2 separate regions of the Mus musculus genome follow, and region 1 is linked to region 2. A link is a contact called in public Micro-C data. All regions are on one chromosome and are shown on one strand. The core of a region is the stretch at or near the end of the contact, and the rest is flanking DNA. Distances in the headings are between cores, read along the strand shown.

Region 1 (3,773 bases), core at 605-3,104, 2.1 Mb before region 2:
ACCCAGATTAGCAATTTTTCAGGTAAAATTCTCTAATGTAATGCAACCTGAAGATACAGTCACTCGATGCATGCTAAAGAATGGTAGGGGTGTTACCAATCTTTGTTTTCCGTAATGGAAGCACTGTGTATCGACAAGCAGAAGAAACCTTGTATGTCCAGTTAAACACATGGCAGTTCAATTAAAATCTCTATTACCAATACAGCCTTGAATCGGAGCCAGGTGTGATGGCACAGGTCTTTAATCCCTCTACTAGGGAGGCAGAGGCAGGAGGATAGCCTGGTTGAAATAGTGCGACCCTGTCTCACACCCACCTGCTCAGTATTTATGAATATTGCCTGCTGGGACCACACATGCAGGGAAAAGTGAAGTCTCACGATGCTGTCTGGGAAACTCCACCATCCACACCTTGGATTCTGAATGTGGTTTTCAATTAAATTTTAGGCATTGTGTTCACAAACCTCTTATTAACATGTTAGTTCAGCCATGTGACCCCACATGAGGTCATGCCCCAAAATTTAGAAACTGTAAATTAAGCTGCTGGCTAATTACACGAGAACAAATGATCCTTTTTTAAAAATTGGATATTTTCTTTATTTACATTTCAAATGTTATCCCCTTTCCTGGTTTCTCTCCTTCTTGGAAACCTTCTATCACATCCTCCCTCTCCCTGCTTCTATGAGGGTGTTACTCCATCCACCCACCCACCCACCCATTCCGAGCTCCTCACCCTTGATTGTCCTACACGGGACATCTATCGAGCCTTCATAGGACCAAGACCTCTCCTCCCATTGATGCATGACAAGGCCATCCTCTGCTACATATGCAGCTGGAGCCATGTGTACTCCTTTGTTGATGGCTTAGTCCCTGGGAGTTCTGGGGGGTCTGGTGGTTGATATGATCTTAAAGATTGACTTCTGACCATATGATACCTTGTAGGTGTAGATGGGGGAATTTACATCCAGATCATCAAGGGGAACTGTACCGTCCTAACTGCGGAGAGTGGGCTGGGGGAGGGAGGCAAAAACCCATCACTTACAAGAGATGAGAAATCCAAACCTGGAGGCTGGTCTGAGAGGTCAGTTACTCCAAGTGAAAAAGAGTAAAGTCAATGTCTCATTCAGCCCTCATGCCGAGCTGGAAGAAAAGATAAGCTAGGTAGGTCTCCCGTCCTCCGTAAGGCCATTGACTTGGCTGAGGACTTGAGGTCATCACCCAAGAGGAACAGTGAGTCTATCCATCCCTCTATTTGGACTTCTGTCCCAAAGTCTATCTATAAAGGAACTAGGGAAGCATATTTATTCTTCACGACGGTGGGAGGCTACATGGCACAAACAGAAATTGGGAAAACCCATTTCTGGGTACTGTGGAAACTGCTGTTTGCAGCCGCCTCATCTGAATCACCATGCACCAACCCTTCAGGGTGACTGGGAGCAGTTGTCTCTGGGACATGGCCAGGCAAATGGGTCCTAGAGCAGCTCTGAGTTCTGCTTCTTTTATTCACACAGCTGGTTCGCTCCTTGGAGCCTTTAGAGTGCCGTGTGTGTGTGTGTGTGTGTGTGTGTGTGTGTGTGTGTGTGTGTGTGTGTGTGTGTGAATTCCTATAGGTTTGAAGGGTGGTATCAATGATCTGGCCTGACATCTGACAAGTATTCTCAGCCTGACATCTGACAAGTATTCTCAGCACTTATCAGTTGACTGACAAAATGTCACCAAGCGTTTTTTTTTCTTTCCTGTTTTTATCGGGCAATGCACAAGTTGACCACTGGATGGCAATGTTTCCCCACGAACGCATCTTCTCCCCGCCCCCTTCCTAGTGAGGACAAAAGCGGCTGGAAAGTGGTCCAGGTGCTGCCATTCTGAGGAGCTTTCTCCTAAGTAGCCCATTTCCTCCTGGGAAGGGGAAAACCCAGAAGTCTCACAATTCAGAATATTTTTCTCCTTTCTGCAATCTACATGCAGAGCTTTTGTGTTTTCTTTCTTTTTTATTATTTCCTTTTTTTTTTTTTATCTCGCCTAGAGAAATTTTCATTCACTGTCACCAACAGATTTATTTTCACTCTGCCTTAGAAACTGAACATTCTGTTGGACGCTGGTCCACAGGAGAGCGCGGTTTCAGACACCTCTGTAATAGGAAGCGACGGTAGGCACTGGGGAGGATCCCTACCTGTGGTCGGTGCTGTGGGAGGCTCCTGGAAGCGGCAGTGAAAACCCTGATAGTAAATGCCGCCCAAACTGCTGGTTACTTCTGGGGTTTCCAGATGCCATGTGGACACCCAGACAGTTTCCCCATCCTTCTTGGAGAGTTGCTGGGGAATTCTAAGTCACAATCGAAATTCCTTAATGCCTCAGAGCTTTCAACTGAAGTCTGAGCTGATCAAATGGCCCAGGATACGCGTTTTCCCCTCGGCTCTTCCCTTTGTGCTTTGGGCACCTTAAGGTAGCATGAAGGGTCTTAAAGATGGGTTGGGCTGAGCCTTGCTCTGACTGCCTAGGCTTGTGCTTGTTCTTTGTGGCTTTCATGCAGTGCCTTGGGACCTAGAAAGGGACAATCTAAAGGCTGGAAGGAGCTTGAGAGTTTAGCCACTTCAGCTCTATTCTGTGTGTTTGTGTGTGTGTTGCATGCATGTGGATGTGCGAATGTGTGTGCAGGCACATATGGATGCCAGACCAGTTGGCTGTTTTCCTCTCTCACCTTTTCCTTTTCTTCCCTCCCTCCCTCCCTCCCTCCCTCCCTCCCTCCCTCCCTCCCTCCCTCCCTCCCTCCCTCCCTCCCTCTTTCTCTCTCTCTCTCTCTCTCTCTCTTTCTTTCTTTCTTTCTTTCTTTCTTTCTTTCTTTCTTTCTTTCTTTCTTTCTTTCTTTCTTTCTTTCTTTCTTTCTTTCTTTCTTTCTGACAGGGTCTCTCTGTATAGCTATCACCTTTTATTAAGGCAGGGCCTCCCACTGAATCAGAAGCTCAGGCTGTCTTGACAGCTCTTCTTTTGGATCCTTGGGATCCTACAATGCTGGCTTTACTGGTGCACTTAGCAAAGCCTAGTGTTTTCTTGGGTGTTGGGATTTCTACTCAGGTCTTCGTGCTTGCAGACCAAGTGTTCCTGCCTACTCAAGCCATCTCCCAAAGGCCCAGGTCCTTTGAGTTTTACATTTTAACTTTATTCTTTGGCAATTTAACACACTAAACAATGTTGTGCAACAATATATACCCCCATTCCCCTCTCCAATCATTCTAGATACCATCTCCCACATGTCCTTACAAACTTCATCTCCTCCCAGCTCTGCCTTCTCCTCCTTCCTCCCCTCTTTTCACCCACTGAGTACAATTCTTGTCACATGCTTAAGACAAGTTACATGTCACATACTGCTTACATTCTTAAGGCTATGGGGTACCTTCCACTGGACTGTAGACTTCCTACAATGGCCGCACTGATGAAGAAAATGATTCTTCTTCCCACAGTGGCCTTCACCTTCCCATGGCTCCTCATAAGCCCCTCCCCCTCCATGTTGGTTGACTTGCTTTTGTACGGGTCTTACACAGGTAACCATAACTGCTGTGAGTTCATGAGTGGAGTGGTCTTGTCATGTCCAGGAGACAAAATTTCACAAAAATCATTCCTGATTCTAGCTCCTAAAATCTTTCCATTTCCTCTTCCATGATATTCCCTCAGCCTTGGGGCTGAAGGTATGATACAGATTTTCCATCCAGGACTGAGTTCTCTGCAGTTACATATACTCTTTGACCAGTTATGAGTCTCAGAATTAAGCGTCATTGGCT
Region 2 (3,954 bases), core at 975-3,474:
GTTCGTAGTGAGGCAAAAAGGCTATCTGGTTCTACATGATTCCATAGGTAACCAGTGCTGGTTCAAACTTCTAGAGTCTGACCACGAGCAGCTCATTTTAGGCATGTTTCAGTACAGCACAATTTGGAAAGCTATTTAACACATTCCTGAGTACACAAAGAGGCGTGATTACATCGAAACTCTTCTCAAAATACATGTCACTTCTGTGACGATGGCTTCAAGAGGTAGGGTACATGTATTGTCTTAAGGGCCTAAGAGAGGATCTGCTGTGGTCTGGGTGATACAGATAGCAGAGGGGTCATCTGGGCTATTAGCCACCTGTAGTCCTTATTGTGAGAGCTTGGAGCATCCCCTGTCCGTATAGATAGTACAGAGGTCCTAGACTGTTGACCACCTCCATCTCCCAGCCTTCTGGATGGAAGACAGATTCTATACATCTTTTTCTTTGGAAAGACAACCCAGTATGTTAACATTCATGGTTTTCCTCTGTGATGGGTCAGCTTGATGGGATATATATTTTACATGGAAACCCACGTCTGGGCATGTCTGTGAAGAGGTTTCTAGATGGTATTAAGTGAGGAAAAATGTAGGCTGAAGTCCTCGCCTGAACAAGGGTGAGGAAGCTGACTGGCTTCAATGTGACCTTCAATCTGCCTCAAGCTCCTGTGTGAAGCCAGGCTTTATAATCCTTTCAGACTGTGAGCCAAAATGATCCCCTCCTAAAGTTATGTCATATACCAAAGAAAGCAGATAACACACACAGCCAGGCAGGAAGTGCATGGCAACCCACAGAGGGGGCGATTTTTGATGGGTGTGAAATCAATCCACTATGCAGAGTGATATAGGACCAGAGGCTAGAGGATGGGGGTGGCTGGGGACGTGGAAGTTGAGCAAGAGTTTGTTCACCTGCCAAATAGAACAAGAGATGTTGAAGCCAGTGGTTACAAAAGAATTGGACACGAGAAAGGCTTGATGTGGCAAGGAATGCTGGTGGGAGGAGCTGAAGCCAGGATGGAGTAACTCTTCTCTGTGTGTGAGGTTGAAGGCTTTGACCTCCCTCAGGACCTGGATACCTGGCAAAGCAGCCATGCAAGGACTGATTGGATAGAACCCCTAGCAGAATCTGGAAAGTGAGCTTGCTCTTTGCCTGGGGTTCCGTGTTATTACCAGAACTGTCAGGATCAATGCCTGGACTTCAGTAGCTCTCACAACTAGACTTGGCTACCCAGTTGAGAAGCAGAGAGATGTGTATGTGTTCAGTGTGGTCGCACTGGGAGGAGGAACAGGAAAAGGAGTCCGGTGACCCTGCCCTCACCCCCTGGACTCCTCTGCCAGGTACCAGCCTGAGGTTTAGGTTTAAATAGGGGTCAAGATAGAAGACAGAGTCTAGCAGCCATGGCCAAGGTGTGGTCCTGGCCGTTGTTGTCTCAGCTCTAGGCTTTGCTGCAAGGTAGCCTGATGAGTTGTCACGAAGTCGTGAACTTTTCCTGAGAGTGACAACCACAGCTCCCCTTTGTACCAGACTTCAGCTTATTTCTTCTTTCATCTTGAGACTCATGGGAAAACCCCAAGTCCTTGGAGTCCATTTTTTTAATAGTCTTAGAGGCTGGCATAAAAGCTGGCACTGAAGTCAGGACCTATTATTTCAGGGCTGGGAAGCCAGAGGCAGGGGGATGACTGGAGCTCCTTGGACAGCCAGTCTAGCTGAATTGATGAGCTACGGGTTCAAGCTACTGGTGTCCCAAGTGTCTCTTTAGAATATTTCTACCTCTGCCAGGGTGGTCACACTCTCCATGGGGTGTGCTCTGCAAGTTTTTATTTGCCACAGGCTATCTAGGAGGATTGGATGACCAGTACCCATTTCCAAGGGCAGACATCAGTAAAGACTGTCCAGTAGCTGATGCCCTGTGGCTCAATGTGTGCTTTAGAAAAGGACTTCAACGCCTTTTAGAGAGCCCACAGAATAAGATGCTGTGATAGGCAGATTGGAGAAAAAACAAACAAACAAACAAACAAACAAAACCTGAGACAAGCGCACTCAAGCTGTCCTCTGGGGTAATGTACTATTAACATCCATGTGAAGGAAAAGGCAATTAAGACTCCAAGAGGAGAGCACTCGGCGGGCAGAAGTGGCCAGATGGAGTTTCAACAGAGACACATCTGGAGCTAGAAGAAAGAGGCTGTGAGCTCACCTGTCCAAGGAGGGTGAGACAGCTGTTGAGCTTCTGCCTCCAGTGGTCATCGCCTGGAACTGCATCGGAAAAGCCAGGGTTTGCTGCCACACTGTCTAGGGGGCTAGACCTTAGAACAGAAATCTCCAGGGTGGTTCCCCTTTCAGCTTGAGAGGCATTTTAGGTCGACTATCCCCTAGTGTTGGTCTGAGGGGACAGATGATTGCTATCCTAGGCTTCTCTGGTTTTCTTGTCCTTTCAGTCATAGTAGACCCCATGGATATTCTTTAAAGGAAGCTTTCCGTTGGTGGCCTTGGTAAAACGAGCAAAGGGTGTTAGCCTGCTGGGTGCCCTTTCCTTCCTGTTTTCTGTGCTCGTGATGGACAGGCAGGGCTTCCTATGTGTGGAGGTGAGAACGCCTGTCCCTGACACTCGGTGATGCTGATACAGACTGAGATACATTTGAGGGATGATCATCCTCAGAGGGACCAATATAACAAGCCTTCATTCAGCCCAGGGACCTGGCAGTCTGGAGGTGACTGTCCTGAGAACGTGAGGCAGGGCCACCTGGAAAGAGACATGGACCGGACAGTTCTCTGCGCACTATGAAAGGACCCCTGCTCCCTCTAGGCAGGTGGAGGGAGACCTTGTGGGTAGAGGGTGGTTGCTGGACTAGGTCTTGAATAAAGAGAAGCATGGCAGTGTTCTGAGCTCAGGGAGGACTCACCTGATGAGAAGCTGTTCTCATACCGTGGGATTTGACACAGGCAGGCCCCAGAAAAACTCCTGACACTCAGAACCTGATCTTTCTCTTCACTCACCTGTGTTGGTACAAACTCCAGAGGCAGCCTCTACACCCAGGAGACCTCTGGCTCAGTACCGAAATGTGGCCAAGACTCCCTCTACTGCCCGAGGCTCACAGCTCCTCCTTGCTGCTCTGTGGAGAGGGCTGTGGTCAAGAGAAACAGTCTCCAGGTGTGCAGCACATACATGCCCCTGCTCTCACTCTTTCCTGTGCGCGCACACCGGGTATCTGGAAAGATCAAACAAACTGAAGCGTTCAAAAGACTGAGAGTCCAAATCCAGCATTCACTGTAGACCTTTCTCTGACCTTCACAGGATGATTTCCTTCTGATACATTATGACAAGGGGCCCTGCCGCAACAAGCTGGGCCACTCCCGAGCATCAGTGATCTGGCATCGGACACAGGTGAGAGAGAGAGAGAGAGAGAGAGAGAGAGAGAGAGAGATCTAGAAGGTGAATGTGTATATCTGTGTATTTTTCAGAAGACAAGAATGTGTTTTCTAGAAGATGAGTGTGTATATATGTGTGTTCTAGAAGATGAGTGTGTGCATATGTGTTCTAGAGGATGAGTGAGAGAGAGAGATCTAGAAGGTGAGTGTGTATATCTGTATTTTTCAGAAGACAGGAATGTGTTTTCTAGAAGATGAGTGTGTATATATGTGTGTTCTAGAAGATGAGTGTGTGCATATGTGTTCTAGAGGATGAGTGTGTGTATGTGTGTGTTCTAGAAGATGTGTGTGTGTGTGTGTTCTAGAAGATGAGTGTATGTATATGTGTTCTAGATGAGTGTGTGTGTGTGTGTGTGTGTATTCTAGAAGATGAGTGTATGTGTATGTTTGTGTTTGTGTGCATGTCCTAAAAGACTTGCCAACTGAAAGTAATGCTGATGGCCCTGAACCCCTTGTACTTGATGAAGAACTGCCTAGAGCTGTCCTGAGAGAGGCAAGCAAGTTGTTAACAGGGAAGGTTGATGGGCAAG

What was found. A called contact is a pair of places that touch in the nucleus more often than the background predicts.
Region 1: a contact with region 2 is called in a Micro-C map of palatal mesenchyme, with 4 times the contacts expected there. The contact joins two enhancer-like sites. A contact is called at or near these places in 13 of 484 Hi-C or Micro-C datasets (the G1E-ER4 cell line, the N1E-115 cell line, cardiomyocytes and 9 more) and 1 of 115 datasets of contacts at active chromatin or transcription factors (astrocytes).

What each region holds. Positions count from the first base shown.
Region 1 is chr12:28,430,647-28,434,419 of GRCm38.p6, reverse strand. No RefSeq gene overlaps it. Among named protein-coding and RNA genes, the nearest start is that of Gm25564, 82 kb to the right of the region's middle. Within about 2 kb of position 1,854, at least 68 of the 459 cell types and tissues checked have an H3K27ac peak or open chromatin away from gene starts, as enhancers often do. A contact at or near this core is called in palatal mesenchyme, where this site is marked.
Region 2 is chr12:26,313,446-26,317,399 of GRCm38.p6, reverse strand. It overlaps Rnf144a (ring finger protein 144A), which reads left to right. Exons shown (of 10, transcript NM_001081977.2): 9 at 3,291-3,380. Among named protein-coding and RNA genes, the nearest start is that of 4930549C15Rik, 31 kb to the left of the region's middle. Within about 2 kb of position 2,224, at least 27 of the 459 cell types and tissues checked have an H3K27ac peak or open chromatin away from gene starts, as enhancers often do. A contact at or near this core is called in palatal mesenchyme, where this site is marked.